Linked DNA regions of Drosophila melanogaster: region 1 is linked to region 2. A link is a contact called in public HiChIP or PLAC-seq data. All regions are on one chromosome and are shown on one strand. Each heading gives the region's core, a stretch centred on a gene start, on an enhancer-like site or on the middle of the called end of the contact. The rest is flanking DNA. Distances are from core to core; before and after follow the strand shown. Region 1 holds the start of Ald1 (Aldolase 1). Region 2 overlaps lncRNA:CR44320 (long non-coding RNA:CR44320).

Evidence for each region. HiChIP or PLAC-seq counts read pairs in DNA pulled down with a chosen protein or histone mark.
Region 1: a contact with region 2 is called in a Pc HiChIP or PLAC-seq map of the Kc167 cell line, with 2.5 times the contacts expected there. The contact joins the promoter of Ald1 here to the enhancer-like site in region 2. A contact is called at or near these places in 39 of 107 Hi-C or Micro-C datasets (the Clone 8 cell line, the Kc167 cell line, the ML-DmBG3-c2 cell line and 17 more) and 2 of 6 datasets of contacts at active chromatin or transcription factors (both in the Kc167 cell line).

Annotation. Positions count from the first base shown.
Region 1 is chr3R:26,259,578-26,266,327 of dm6, reverse strand. It overlaps Ald1 (Aldolase 1), which reads left to right and starts at 4,737. Exons shown (of 4, transcript NM_170262.2): 1 at 4,737-4,992. It overlaps CG6154, which reads right to left and starts at 3,666. Exons shown (of 8, transcript NM_143214.2): 1 at 3,342-3,666. It also overlaps asRNA:CR44321.
Region 2 is chr3R:26,208,964-26,215,058 of dm6, reverse strand. lncRNA:CR44320 (long non-coding RNA:CR44320) reads right to left here. Exons shown (of 3, transcript NR_125267.2): 2 at 4,843-4,946. Among named protein-coding and RNA genes, the nearest start is that of lncRNA:CR44320, 17 kb to the right of the region's middle. Within about 2 kb of position 3,463, at least 16 of the 39 cell types and tissues checked have an H3K27ac peak or open chromatin away from gene starts, as enhancers often do. A contact at or near this core is called in the Kc167 cell line, the S2 cell line, gut and 1 more, where this site is marked.

The DNA of each region.
Region 1 (6,750 bases), core at 3,488-5,987, 50 kb before region 2:
AGCCGGAGTAAAAATCAATGTAATCCTGGGATTACGTAGAAGTCCATTTAATATTTCACGAACGGTAATGAAAACTTCATATAAAACAGATCGTAATTGTTAAAAAAAAACATTTGATTTTATAGCTAGAAGCACATTTGCATACTATATCTGTTACAAATCAGATCTATAAGGATCGATAAATACGATTTAAAATTGATGTCTGAAACATCAGGTTGTGTCTAATTTAAGTCCCATTGAGAAATATTAAATATGGCTGGTGGCTTAATAAATCGCATTCTGCTCAAAAGTGAGCACCATACAAATGCAGACAGGGGAGGACGAAATGAGCGCAAGGATAACTGCGTACAACGCTGCGTATGAGCAATGAATGTGCCCTGCCTTTATTTCATATATGCATTTTTTGCCGAGTACCAGGCTTGGGTGTAGGGATATGCCGGAACGAACGATGGGGGTTCCTGGGAAATGACAAGGGTGCGCGGACTGAATCGTACATTTATTGCAACATGAAACATTATTTTGTATGGCCTCAAAAAAATAACGAACGTAGGGAAGAAAAGAAAGCGAGACGAGTAGGAAGTATGGGAAAAATAAGGAAAACAGTGGGGTGGCTATGAAGAAACCGGAGTGCGCGCGTTGGAAAATTGCAGTAAGGAAATGCGATGTCCTCGTTGCAGTTGGAATTTCCATGCAAAGTGGCAAGCAAATAAATATAAAAATGCTTTTCTTTTCTACATTAGTGCACCATTTAAGGAAGTCGCCACGCCCCCATCGCCCACAGATACTGGCGGGCGAGTTTGTCGTCTTTCATTTCCATTTTGCCTCACAACTCCAGCAGCAGAAGCGGCAAAAAATAAAGGAAACGTGCCGTAAACTACATCAGACAATCAAAATGCATTCATGTGCGCTTACTTTACGTTATTTATAATCAGACCCCCAACTTCCTTTTATTCAGCTCTAAATTCCATTCACTAGCGAATTGTAGCAAACAGTCAATGCGAAAAGCACCCACCACCACCCCTTGGAGAAATGTGGGGAGCTTCAAGGAGGTTTTGGGATTTGTGAGCTCGTCAAGAATGCCACCGCCCACTGCGATAAGGCTTCCCACCCATAATGCCAAAGTTGCTGGAGGCCATACTGAAATTTCTTCTGGTTTATGGTTATTCAATTTTACAAGGATAATAAAACGTATCATTAAAAGTCTTGGTAATAGCAGCTGATCGCATGACCAGACAAATTCCCTAAGTGGGTGGCGAACAAACCCAAATTAATTCCTAGAAGATTATTTTCCAAAACGTTGAGCAGGAGTATTTATGTTAACATACGTGCGCAATATGAGCTAGCTTGTTATGATTAATTAAGGTAGATTTACAAATTTTACATACCAAAAATATCTACTTTCATAAGCTAATACCTATGATATGCTATTCTTGATATACATATATATAACATACAAGAGCACCATGCCTAAACATTCGAAAATATAAACTTTTTTACAATGCATATGCATATAGTAGATATATACATAAATTAAAAGAAACGGGACCCATATGGCGAAATAAAATAACATTAGAAATACAAAGGGCTCAAATCAAACTTTAACAAGGATGTCCCATACATGTGTCGGTGTATTGTGCTTCTATCGTTGTTTGTTCGCTCATTCTTGTTTGTCCGCAAACAAGCGAAACTGAACACAAAAATTGAATGGGATTTTTCCGAGGACCGGAAAAGCGGCAAGAGCAAACCGCACAAATGCCAATGGAATGACAACCAACCTAGGGGCATGCGGAATGGCCTAAGAATGAATTGAAATTATTTTACAACATTTTCATGTTTCTTGCCATTTGTTTGATTTGCCTCGACCTTCGCCTTCAGGTCACCCCTTTATTGTTTTTATTTCCCTTTTTTTGTATGCATAATTTAGGCTCGAGTGGAGGCCAATTGCACGCGTAAGAAACAAATGAATCCCTCAAAAGAATTGGTTGACCCAAAATAAAACGACATATGTTGCGAAATACCATAAGAAATTTGAGAAAAAATGGCCTAGCAGATGTCAAATTATTGAGCAGTTTTTGTTTTAAACATGCTGGACATAGCACTCGCACATAGTATTTTTTAGTACAGACATTTAAGTTGTCATCCGATTGAATTTGTTTTTAAAACTAACAAGCCAATATATGTATTCTCGAATAGAAACATCTATTTTTGGGAATTTGTATGCTTAAGATTTTATCCACAATTTTTCAATCAAAAATGTTTACCCATCGAGTAAAAAGTAATTAGTTTGCAATGCCTACATTTTCATTTCATATCGGATACTGCTCCATTGAATGACGTTCTCTATTTAATTGAACTCAATCTCCAAATAGCTTTGCAAATCTAGGCTGACGAATAATAGGAAAACGCAATTTGTATCATTTCAAGAGGGATTCCTGAACAAAGATACAAAATTCAAACTGCCAGAGACCATAAACACTTTGTTCCGACCAAGACTAAAAATGAAAAGAGGAAAAGGTAACAAGCATTTATAAATGCCGCAACAAAAGCTAGTGAAATGTGAGCCGGAGACTGGTATGAATTTCGAATTTTGGTTAAGCTATAGCTACTGGGGCGTGGCAGAAAAAGGGGCGGATTAGGTTCAAAGCAAATTGTTGCGGAAGGCAGGAATCAACATTATCATCAGCAAGCAGGATGCTGTTCAGTCGGTTATGGGATACTCATTCTCATTTTGGGCAAATGCAGATGAGGACGAGACAAAACACAGACACAAGTTTAGGGAAGGGGAGGCTTTTCCCTGTGTGTGTGTGCGTGTGTTTGTATATGTGTGGGTGGAGGCGTGGGGGAGTGTTTTGTGTCGCCTTCCGCATATTAATGAGCCAAGTGCCACAAAGCCAAGCTAAACGCGCTCTCATCAATTGCTCAATATTATGACTCTGGCTGGCAGAAATCTGCATACGAAACCCATATTGGTATGTATGCTGAATACTCAGCAAGCCCCGGGAAAACTATTTTGCATTCTTTGTTGCACACATTCTTTTGGTTTTCGTGAACTCTTATAAGAAGAAAAATGGAATTTAAGAAAAAACTATTTCAAATGTCCTTTAACAAAAAGACTAGATAAATAGAAATATAGTATAACCTAACTATAGTTGATCAAAAACTTTTCTAGCTATTTTGCCCTAATCTTTAATCTTGCCATTTATTGTAAAGCAAAAAAAAGGGTTCCATCAATATTAGTTTTAGAAATGAACATTTTTCTGTAGTTTTTTGAAAGATACTTTATAATCTGATCTACATCAACTTTTAATGAGTATACCAAATCGAACCAAATCGTTTCTTACCAAAACTGGGAAAACAATTTATCATTCTTCTGAACCACAAATTCACTCCTCTTTTTCGTATCTCCTCTTTAATTTAATATGAGTTAAAACACAGCTGGTGCTTGAATTTCAGACTCTTATGCACTCCACTTTCGGTTCACATAACTAGAATAATCAGAAATTATTTCGCTTTGGCTGCACCACAGTACGTAGCGTATACGCCGCGGTGTACGCGGGTGTGCGAAGGAGACGCGCAGCGCAAGTGGAACGCAACACGTGTTGGGCGACAGGTGCCGAGCGTTTGGCACACAACTCGACCGACCGACGCACGAATTCGAACTGAAAACTGAACCAGAATCCCCAAACGAAAATGGGAAGCGAGTGAGGCAGGCACGAGAACCGAAACAGGACGAAGGACGAAGCCACGAGGCACAAAGAGAGCGAGGACAATGAAGAGCACTGTGGCTAAGGTTCCTTCATTAGGTAAGCATATTATTTCATATATATCTAGCAACTGTATCACTTTAACTAAAGAAACCTAAGCATAGATAGTCTATGAAATATCTAAAATCCTTTAAATGTTATAACCCGTTCCACAGTCATTCTTTTCATTCAGAAAACTGTGCCAAAGTCATATTAGGACATTTTAAAGAGCGAAACGATTTTCTCTTTCGCTCGAACAGATTGTATGGCAGAATAGGGGGATATTTTCTCAAAGTTTGCGCTCTCAATCAGCTGTTTCCAGTGCCAGGGGGTTGAGTCCTTTAACATTGCAGGAGGTCAGGCATGGCGTGAAAGTCGCTTATCCTAGCTGCTGCTTCTGGCACCCCTCGTTTTTGTTGCGCTGCCGCTGGAGCGCCTGATGCTGATGGTCACGAAAAATTCATTGACCGCCCCAAGTAAAGCAGGTCGCTCGTAATTAAGGTTAAAATACACCAAATTAATTATTCTACCCTCTTTTCAATGCATAAGTAGAATAGGAAATGTTGTTGACAGGTTAAAAGATACAAATACTTGCAAAGATAACACTTCATTTTTAATGCTTTTTTATAGTTTTGGGCAAGAAAGCTTGGCAAGACATATAGTTCACTTGATGAGGATGATTTGGGATGACTATATCCAGCAAGACGCGACATTAAGTTTGTGGCACTTTATTGTTTTTAACATTTCAATACTATTTCAATATATATCGTATAGTGTTTGAGATCTTAAGATAAATTATTTATTATGTTAATACGCTTTGAGCACATTTCATTTAAATTTTTACCGCCCAAACGAAAGCTAAAGCTTCTCAAAGCTGTCTAATAAGTTTTACAGCTTATCTGTTAGGTTCCATCCCCCACTAAAAGCTCCCAGAATGAGCTTTATTTTGGATACCTTTCGTTTGGGGATCTGGGAATTTAAAGCGCTTGGCTCAGTCGGTTGCCCAACACCGTCGGCGACGACCTCCAAACAACCTTTTGGGGTCTCGCTCGGCATGTCTCGCTTATTTCGCTTTGGAATTTCACGTTGACGCCGCAGTCAGCGGTAGCAGAGGCATCGGCAGCGGCAGTAGCAGCGACACGGGCCGAAAATAAAAGCGTTAACCGCTCTCCTCCAGTGCAGCAGCAGCAGCGGACCCAGCCAGTAGCCAGCAGCTAATCACCACATCCCAGATTCAGTTTCCAGTTCGGTGAGTGGGCGTCATACGCAGTGAACAGAACCCCTGAGCCCCTTAAAAAAAATTCAGATATTTTTCCCCCCATTGGCGGCAGTGCAGTTGAAAAGTCGCGTAATCGTTCCCATTTCTCTGGGTGTTTCGTAATCCAAATCTACAGAGCAGCAGCGAATCTGTAGGCGTGTTAGTGTTAGTGAGTGCGTATTCGAATATAGTTTAATTATTCTCTAATCTTACCATTTCCGCGTGCTCGCCACTTTTATGACAAGTTCTAGAACCTCGAGGCTCTCGAGTGTTGTTGACCTATGCACCGCGGTTGAAGGAGTGGGGGGGCTACGCGAACTGCAGGCGATAAGAAGCCTTATCGGGTGACTTTTGGCTCACTTTCGTGAGTAGTAGTTTTCTCTACCGGCTCAACCGGCTCTCTTACTTTTCATCCGCTCTTTCATTCGAGTTCATTTGCTTGTTGGCAGGCTTTCAACTGCAATTTGTAGTCGCCGCTGCGGTTTTTCTTTATAAATAGTTGGCGCAAATGTTAAATGTATGTACTATACATCGCGATATACATATGTATACTTTCCCATCGCTCTCTCGCTTAGACTTCAATTAGCCAACGTCATCGTAAATTCATCAGATTGTTGACGTCTTCTCATGATAGACGCAATATGCTTTTGTCTATTGCATTTTATACCTACCATTTAATTGAGATTTCAGTGAATGAAGGAGAGCAAACATTTTACCGATAGTTTGTAGAGAGTACATGAGAAAAGAGGGGCAGAAGTTTAAGGGTTGTTTTGAAACCTACAGAAAACAAGTTTTGGTACTCCAAAGGACTTCCTTTCAAGATCAACCTGATTAGGATTTTTAAGAAGAGTTTTGAACATTTAAAACAACCAATTTATGTTCCTTTGATCGTTTATATCAAGCTTTGGGAAATTTTATAATGAATATAATGGAATTATAGGTATACATTCTCATTGTAAAGTATAAGCTAATCGATGAAATAAGACTAGATAAGGTACATTGGCTTATCTAGTAAACAGTTACCACAACAAAGTTTTTGGGGTCACATAATAAGGGCATAGATAGAAGTATGGGAGTGCTCGAAGTTTCCTATTTTCAGACAAGTATACAATTATTACCACCCATGTTTACGGCTAATCAGTTGACGTCAGTTCGTAGTAGTAGTAGTAGTATTATCTCAACTGTTGGATGTTCTTTTGACCCACTGTCTGCGTTCAAGGAGGCCGGACCTAAAATCTCGTTATGATAATGCAAAACCTTTGGAACTAAAACGCAACTGGGGGCTCGTTTTTTCGTCGTTTTCGATTCAAAATTTTCACTGATAGCAAGCTCACGAATACATATAGACGGACATGTGGCGGTTTATTTTTATAAACGGTCTCTTGATAGGAACGTAAATTTATTTTGATTGTTTTTTGTTGTCATGCGTTGGCTGCTCTTCGTTCCTCTTTCTTTTTTGTCATCGTATATATTTCGCCTAGTTTTCGAAACATTTCAGTCTTCGATTGATTGCCGGCAAGTGTAGGTGGGTGTTGTCTGCTGAGTGAATCCGCAACATCTATAGATAATTCTATAGATAAGGGTGTACATACATATCTAGTGTCGTTCTGTGAAGTGTGTTTAGATAACTGTTTAGAAATTAATAGATGAAAAAATGATTTGTATTCTAGAGATATATTAATATATTCTTAAACTGTGCAGTATTTTTAATATATGCATATATCAAGCTTTTATAATATCTATCTGTTC
Region 2 (6,095 bases), core at 2,214-4,713:
AAATATCCATTAAGCATTAAGCTGCCCACAAGATATATAAAACCGAAAAATAGATGTTGAACTTGTAAGTCGTTAGTAACTTCAACTTGTTTACAGATAGTTGGCTCGTCGTACTTGTTGTTATTTTTGGCTTTTGGGGGTTTGGGCTGCGGCATCGTTACGCCAAAGTTACTTATTTACACGTGCGGTCTTGCACTTCGTTTGCATCGACCATAAAAACGTTGGCTTCTTGGCAGCAAAGCCAACTACCATGTTGCAAAAAATCGAAAATAATAATTGCCTTAATTATTGCCGGTGGTTAATGTAATCGCTTTCTGTGGTTGCCGGCGGTATGGCGTTTCTAACGAAAGTTGAGGGTTCATTGAACCGGGTTCTAAGCGAACTGGTTGCCAGTTTGGCTTCAGGTTGCCCACCTGGCGACCCCTCCCCTGATAATTGCCATTGTTGTGGTCACAAAATGCAATCGTGTTGAAAATTGCAAGGTTGCAAAAAAAAAAAACAAGATAGGTTTATAAATTCGGAAAGTCGAAGCTTTTATACCCTGCAGATAAATATCGAATCGCTTATTAAAGCCGATCAGGAATGTATATATTCTATTTTGCCAACATCTATACTTTACCGTGTTGCAAACTTCTGTCACAAATCAATATACCATTTGCAAGGGTATAAAAAAAGACATTACAAGCAGTCACTGAAACGCCATAGAAAACCAAGTGCTCAACGAAATTATCTTAAACTGCTTGAGTAAAGTCCCATAGCCTCGCAGACTTTGACCGATGACGTAGGTAGAATTTTTTTAATAATGCCCTCGGATCAAATATAATCGCTATAGATCCATGTTCATGTTTATTCATACACCTTCTGTGTTTCTAATGGACCCTAATGGGTGCTATTTACTCCGGATATTGACAAGGCGGATCCGACTAGATCTTTCGAATGAAACCATTATTAGGTATTTATTAACCCGTTTCAATCTGGGGAAGAACCAAAGAAAATGAAGTGTAGAGCACTGAACGGGTGCAAATAAATAGTTTGTTTATACGAATGACACAATTCTTATAATTGCTCTACAGGCGTAGATGATAACATACCAACGGTTCTTTCCTGATTACTGACTCTGAAACAAATAAAATGTTCTCCTAGTTAGTTGTACAAATCGTGTAAAAGAAATCAAATCTGTAACGCATTAGTCGCAATCCTTAGTGCGAAATAGTTTCCAGTCTCCAATTACTCGAATTCAACCGAATTATTCACTTCAGTTGTTTGTACTTTGTTTTCACTTATTTATTTATTTATTTTCTTTTGGTTTGTTGGGCCAATGGTACGTGCCAAAGCGAATCACAAGGGAATTTATATTTCATATTTTTCAATGAAAAACAAATTATATAAAATGGTAAAACGCCAACCAACCGCGGAGCGATGAATATCAAATGTCTTTTCATTCCGGCGAACAAGTGTTTGCATTGTAAACGAATAAAATACGGACAATTGCTGACCAGTGGGACCGATAAAGTTAACACCTTTAAGCCAAAGGCGAAAACCAAAACCAACACCAAAGAAAAGTACATGAAAAAGTGAAAAAAAAAAAACACAATGCGCAGACAAGATAATCGAACAATTTCGCAAACACGAGTTCCGTCAGTCAACTGACACTTTTTCGTGTCCAATTCAAAAGTGGGGAAAAGCTCCATCGGTCTGGGGGTGCCAGGAATGGGGCATGTGGCCTGGTGAAAATCGATATGACATCAAGGAATGTTGTATCAGGGACAGTGTGGTGGTGGCACCAAAAACATCCGCATCCGTGATAGATGAGGCCAACTTTGACACACATAAAGCCTCAAAGGTAATGCCAAATCACTTGGCCGTGATTAGAAAGTGACCAGTAGCTTATCTCGCGATAAATTCAGGCACAAGCACACCGAAAACGTGCGATAAGTTTTTCCGTCGGTTAGTTGGGCATTGGCAGGCAGCCAAAAAACGAAAATACAATTTATTTTTTCTAATGAATGAACTAATACGTTACGTATACTGCGAGTCTTTGAATGAGTTCTCTGGCAAAGGAGGAAAAATTGCCTACGCACAGCGTGAGTTAATAGGCAGCGCACAGCACGGCGTATACGTAATATGCGCATTGAAAAAGTTTCAGCGAGTTTGCACATTCAAATTCATTCATTTATTTGTCGTTAATCAGAAGCTAAGAATAGACAAGAAGTGACGTCTTCATCTTTGTGTTGTAAATCATTAAAAATTTTGTGTATAAATATAAAAGTAAAATTGAGTTTCTTTAAAAATAATGCGGCGGCACTTCAATGCAAAATTGTCTTGCATTTATTTTAAACAAGTTTTGAAAAATGAACCATAGAAGTTAAGTATACGCCTAGACACCTTTCACCACAATTCTTGAAGCTCTCTTTTTCACTTTAATGAACGTGAGAACGTGTGACGTGAACTTTATGAAGAAAAACGACTTTCTGGGAACCCACTCCCGTTGACCCATTTTCCAGCTCCTATATCCGTTTTCCCCCTTTGAAAGCAGGCGAGCATGTGGGTAAGTGTGTTGGCCTAGCCATAAAGCAAAATATACGAAAAGAAGATATTGCCCATATATTGTGTGTGCGTACTAAAACGTCTATATAGCCACAACATTTTGTTTATCGAACAAACACATAACGTCATTTGGCCCCATGCTCGGACGGAGAACTGAATGGCTGACTTTGTGTGCTCCTCGCATGATTAGCAATTTCAAAAAGTTGACACTTAGCTGACGCATGAGGCGTCTCTTTCCTCTGATTTTTCCATATAGCCAGGGTCCAGAGACCACAGTCAATGCAGCTGATTGGAAAAGCAATTAGAACTGAAGCCATTCGAACGAGGTTGCGATGCAAAGAGGCATTATCGAACGGGAGGAGCGGGATTAAACTGGAAGATTTATAGCCCGGCCAGCTTGGCCATCAAAATTTATGGCAATGAAAATAAACAATTTTCGCTCTCGAGCAAAAATAAATGGAGGGAAGTGTTAAGTAGCATATAACTAAGCGTTTAATATATATGCGAGGCATAACATGTTTGGCATGTGGATCCCGAGAGCTGCAATCTCGATGGATCCCCTGCCCGCAAAACACCGCAATCGAGTGGCTGGTGTCTTCAAGTGGCTTCAGTTTATGGCACCTCTTGGCTGGCGCATTAATATATCATCATAAACAGAGTCCAGCTAGGAAATATGAGCCATCGGCGTCTCCCGTTCTGAGCTCAGCTGAAGTGCAGTGAGAGTGGAACGCCATTAAATGTGCAAGCTGAGCGAAAAGATTGCACTTCAAAGGCACTGCAATTCTTATTTTGACATTTATGAGCAGCGAGGGACCATGAGACTGGGGGTTTCTCTATCTGCGTACTAGAGTATGTGGCAAAAACTGTTGGCCTTTGATAAGCAGGGAGCGTTACTCATCTCCCACCAAGACGTAATCGCCTGAACGTTTATCTTTTAACTCACAGCGGAACAATGGTCAAGAAATCCATCACGCAGTTTGATTAGGTTTAGTGTTGAAATTGTTTTTATATCCTATACAGTAAGTTATTACTATGTTACAGTATTAAGCCTTAAAGACACTCAGCGATTTCCCTAGTGGCAAATGAATAAAATTAATCCGGACATATTTTTTTTATGAACTCTGTGACTTTTACCACTTGGGTCGAACAAGAGAACCCTTAGCAATTACTTTGCGTTGTAGTTCCTCAAACTCACAGTCCGCATGGCAACAGTATAGAAAATTGCATGGAAAGCGTTCGACTTGCGGAAAAACTTCAGAGGCGTTCGGAATGTTTAGCCATTTAAACCGAGGGAACTCAATAGGCGCCACTTGACAATAGTGCTTGTTGAGAGGTGGAGGGGCACAATAAATAAGAGGAAGTGCTCGATGGCATCTTCAATAATAATAGTACTTCGCCACAAGGGAACCCTTCATTCAGTCAATAATATGTATTTATGAACGCCCCACAAAATGCCAGCCGCACCGCTTTTCCTGCCCAGCAAATGCCACGGCAGGATTTGTGGCCCAAAGTTGATTATTACATCAGAGTGCTAATCAAAAGTTGCAATTTGAGCCGAAACAATGAGGCTTTATGTAACTTTTTTCGGATTCAACTGTCGGGAGAAATTCACATAATTTCGTAGGCAAGAGCTCGTGTGTGAGTGTGTGTGTGCACGTGCCCCCAAAATAACTATGATTTTCGACAGAAACTCGCACAAACAAACCAGCCAATATAGTGAGGAGCACATATGTGTGAGGAAAACTGATTGAAATTTCGGGCAGAACAAAGCTGGAAGCTGTTATTTTAGCCTTGATGGGTGGGGAAATTTGAGGCAAGCCGGAAATTAAATACCCTTTTTCATACTTCATTATGATAATAAATTAAGGAATAAATAAAAAAGGGTTTAAGCCAACAATTTTTGCGTTATAAAATGAGCTTACAAATTGTAGAAAAAAATTATTCAAAAATAAGAATTTTAAATATAATTTTAAAAAGCATACTCTTCAAAAATAAACGAACGAACTAATAATAATTTATTGGCAGTCGGATTTTATTGCCTCAGGTATCATTTACTCTACTCTGCCTTCCGTGGGATTAAAATTCATTTATTCAGTTCTTTTCAAAATGGTAATTCATTCAAGGATGCTTTCAGCATAAAATAGCCCAAAGTTAATCACACTAAGAAAGAGATTTTTAAATTCAAATTGAGCACTTCTCAGCTTCGATTAGAGTATCCATTGGCCTATTGACCTTTTACGTTATTCTATTCCTACCATTTTCGTTTCCTATTGGGAATTGTTGGCAATTGCTTACCCTTCTGGCAGGATCCCCTCGCTTTCCTTCTCAATGAAATTAGCTTCAGCCAAGCGGATGGCAACGACAATGCGACAACGTCCTTGACATTGCGGACAGGAAAGCTGCAATATAAACAGGAAAATAACTATTTAATATTCAGCCCCGGGTAGGAAGATTGAAAAAATATGGAAAATGCGAGTCATCGTCTTGTGCCTGCTCTTGACTTATTAACATTTCATGCGATTCAAACAGACAATGAAAACTAACAATAAACAATAATTTTCCTAAATAGTTGTGTCAATAAAATGGGGGAAATATTTTTTTCCAGCCCCCATGCAAACAGCAATAATAGCTTTATTGTCAGTTGCAGCTTAACTGTCGATGTATATTGTATGTCTATGTATTTTTGGGCGTTTCTGGGTCGGACCCTACTCAATATTCCCTTGGCATATCGATGGTCGAAAGGTGGCAGGTTCTATACGCTCTCATGTGACAAAGAAGTTGGTCAAAGTCAGAAAGGTTGCCGAACATAAATCAATGATTGTGCCCTGAAAAGGACACTGATTACTCGACCTCTGGCACCGGCGGTGGTAGAGTTTAAGTTATGTCAGCCAATGCTCAACAAAAGACGCATTGAAGTTGATGGTGGATGATCAATTGCTCTGCCCAGATTTGTCAAAGGCAAATTGTGAAGTTCGAATTTCTTACCTGTCGACTTTTGAGAAAGCATTTTGAGTGCCTCCATTTAAGTCGATTAGTGAAATTGTTTGTTGCCCTTTGGCAGCTGACTGAATTTCTGGATGTGTCTGTCTTTCCGTCTGCATCAGATGGCAACTCGAATCAATTGAGGCAAACTTCGACGATGCCAAAGTTCAAAAAGTGCCACTCAACGTGCCTCCTGCCCTTTGCCCTCAGGCTATTCAACGTTGCCAAAATATTTTCAGTCGGCTGACTTGCGTAAGTTTGTGTGCGGAATGAAGATTGACAGCTTAATGTATTTTCGCGCTTATACGATCTCAAACATAGCCGCTGCGCATCAGTCTTTTGTTGACTAATTTTCCGTCTTGTGGCACGCAAATTTCGCATTTCTCGGCCTTAAGTGCAACAATTAGCAAATTAAATACAACTTTCCCATGAGTCCAGCTCACACTCTTTTTACTTTCTAGCAACTCTGACACTGAAAGTCAATTAAGAAAAGTTTCTGTTGTCCGAGGGCCAATTGGTTTCCAAAAAGCATTCTTTAATAAGAAAATAAAATGAGAGAGATTCTT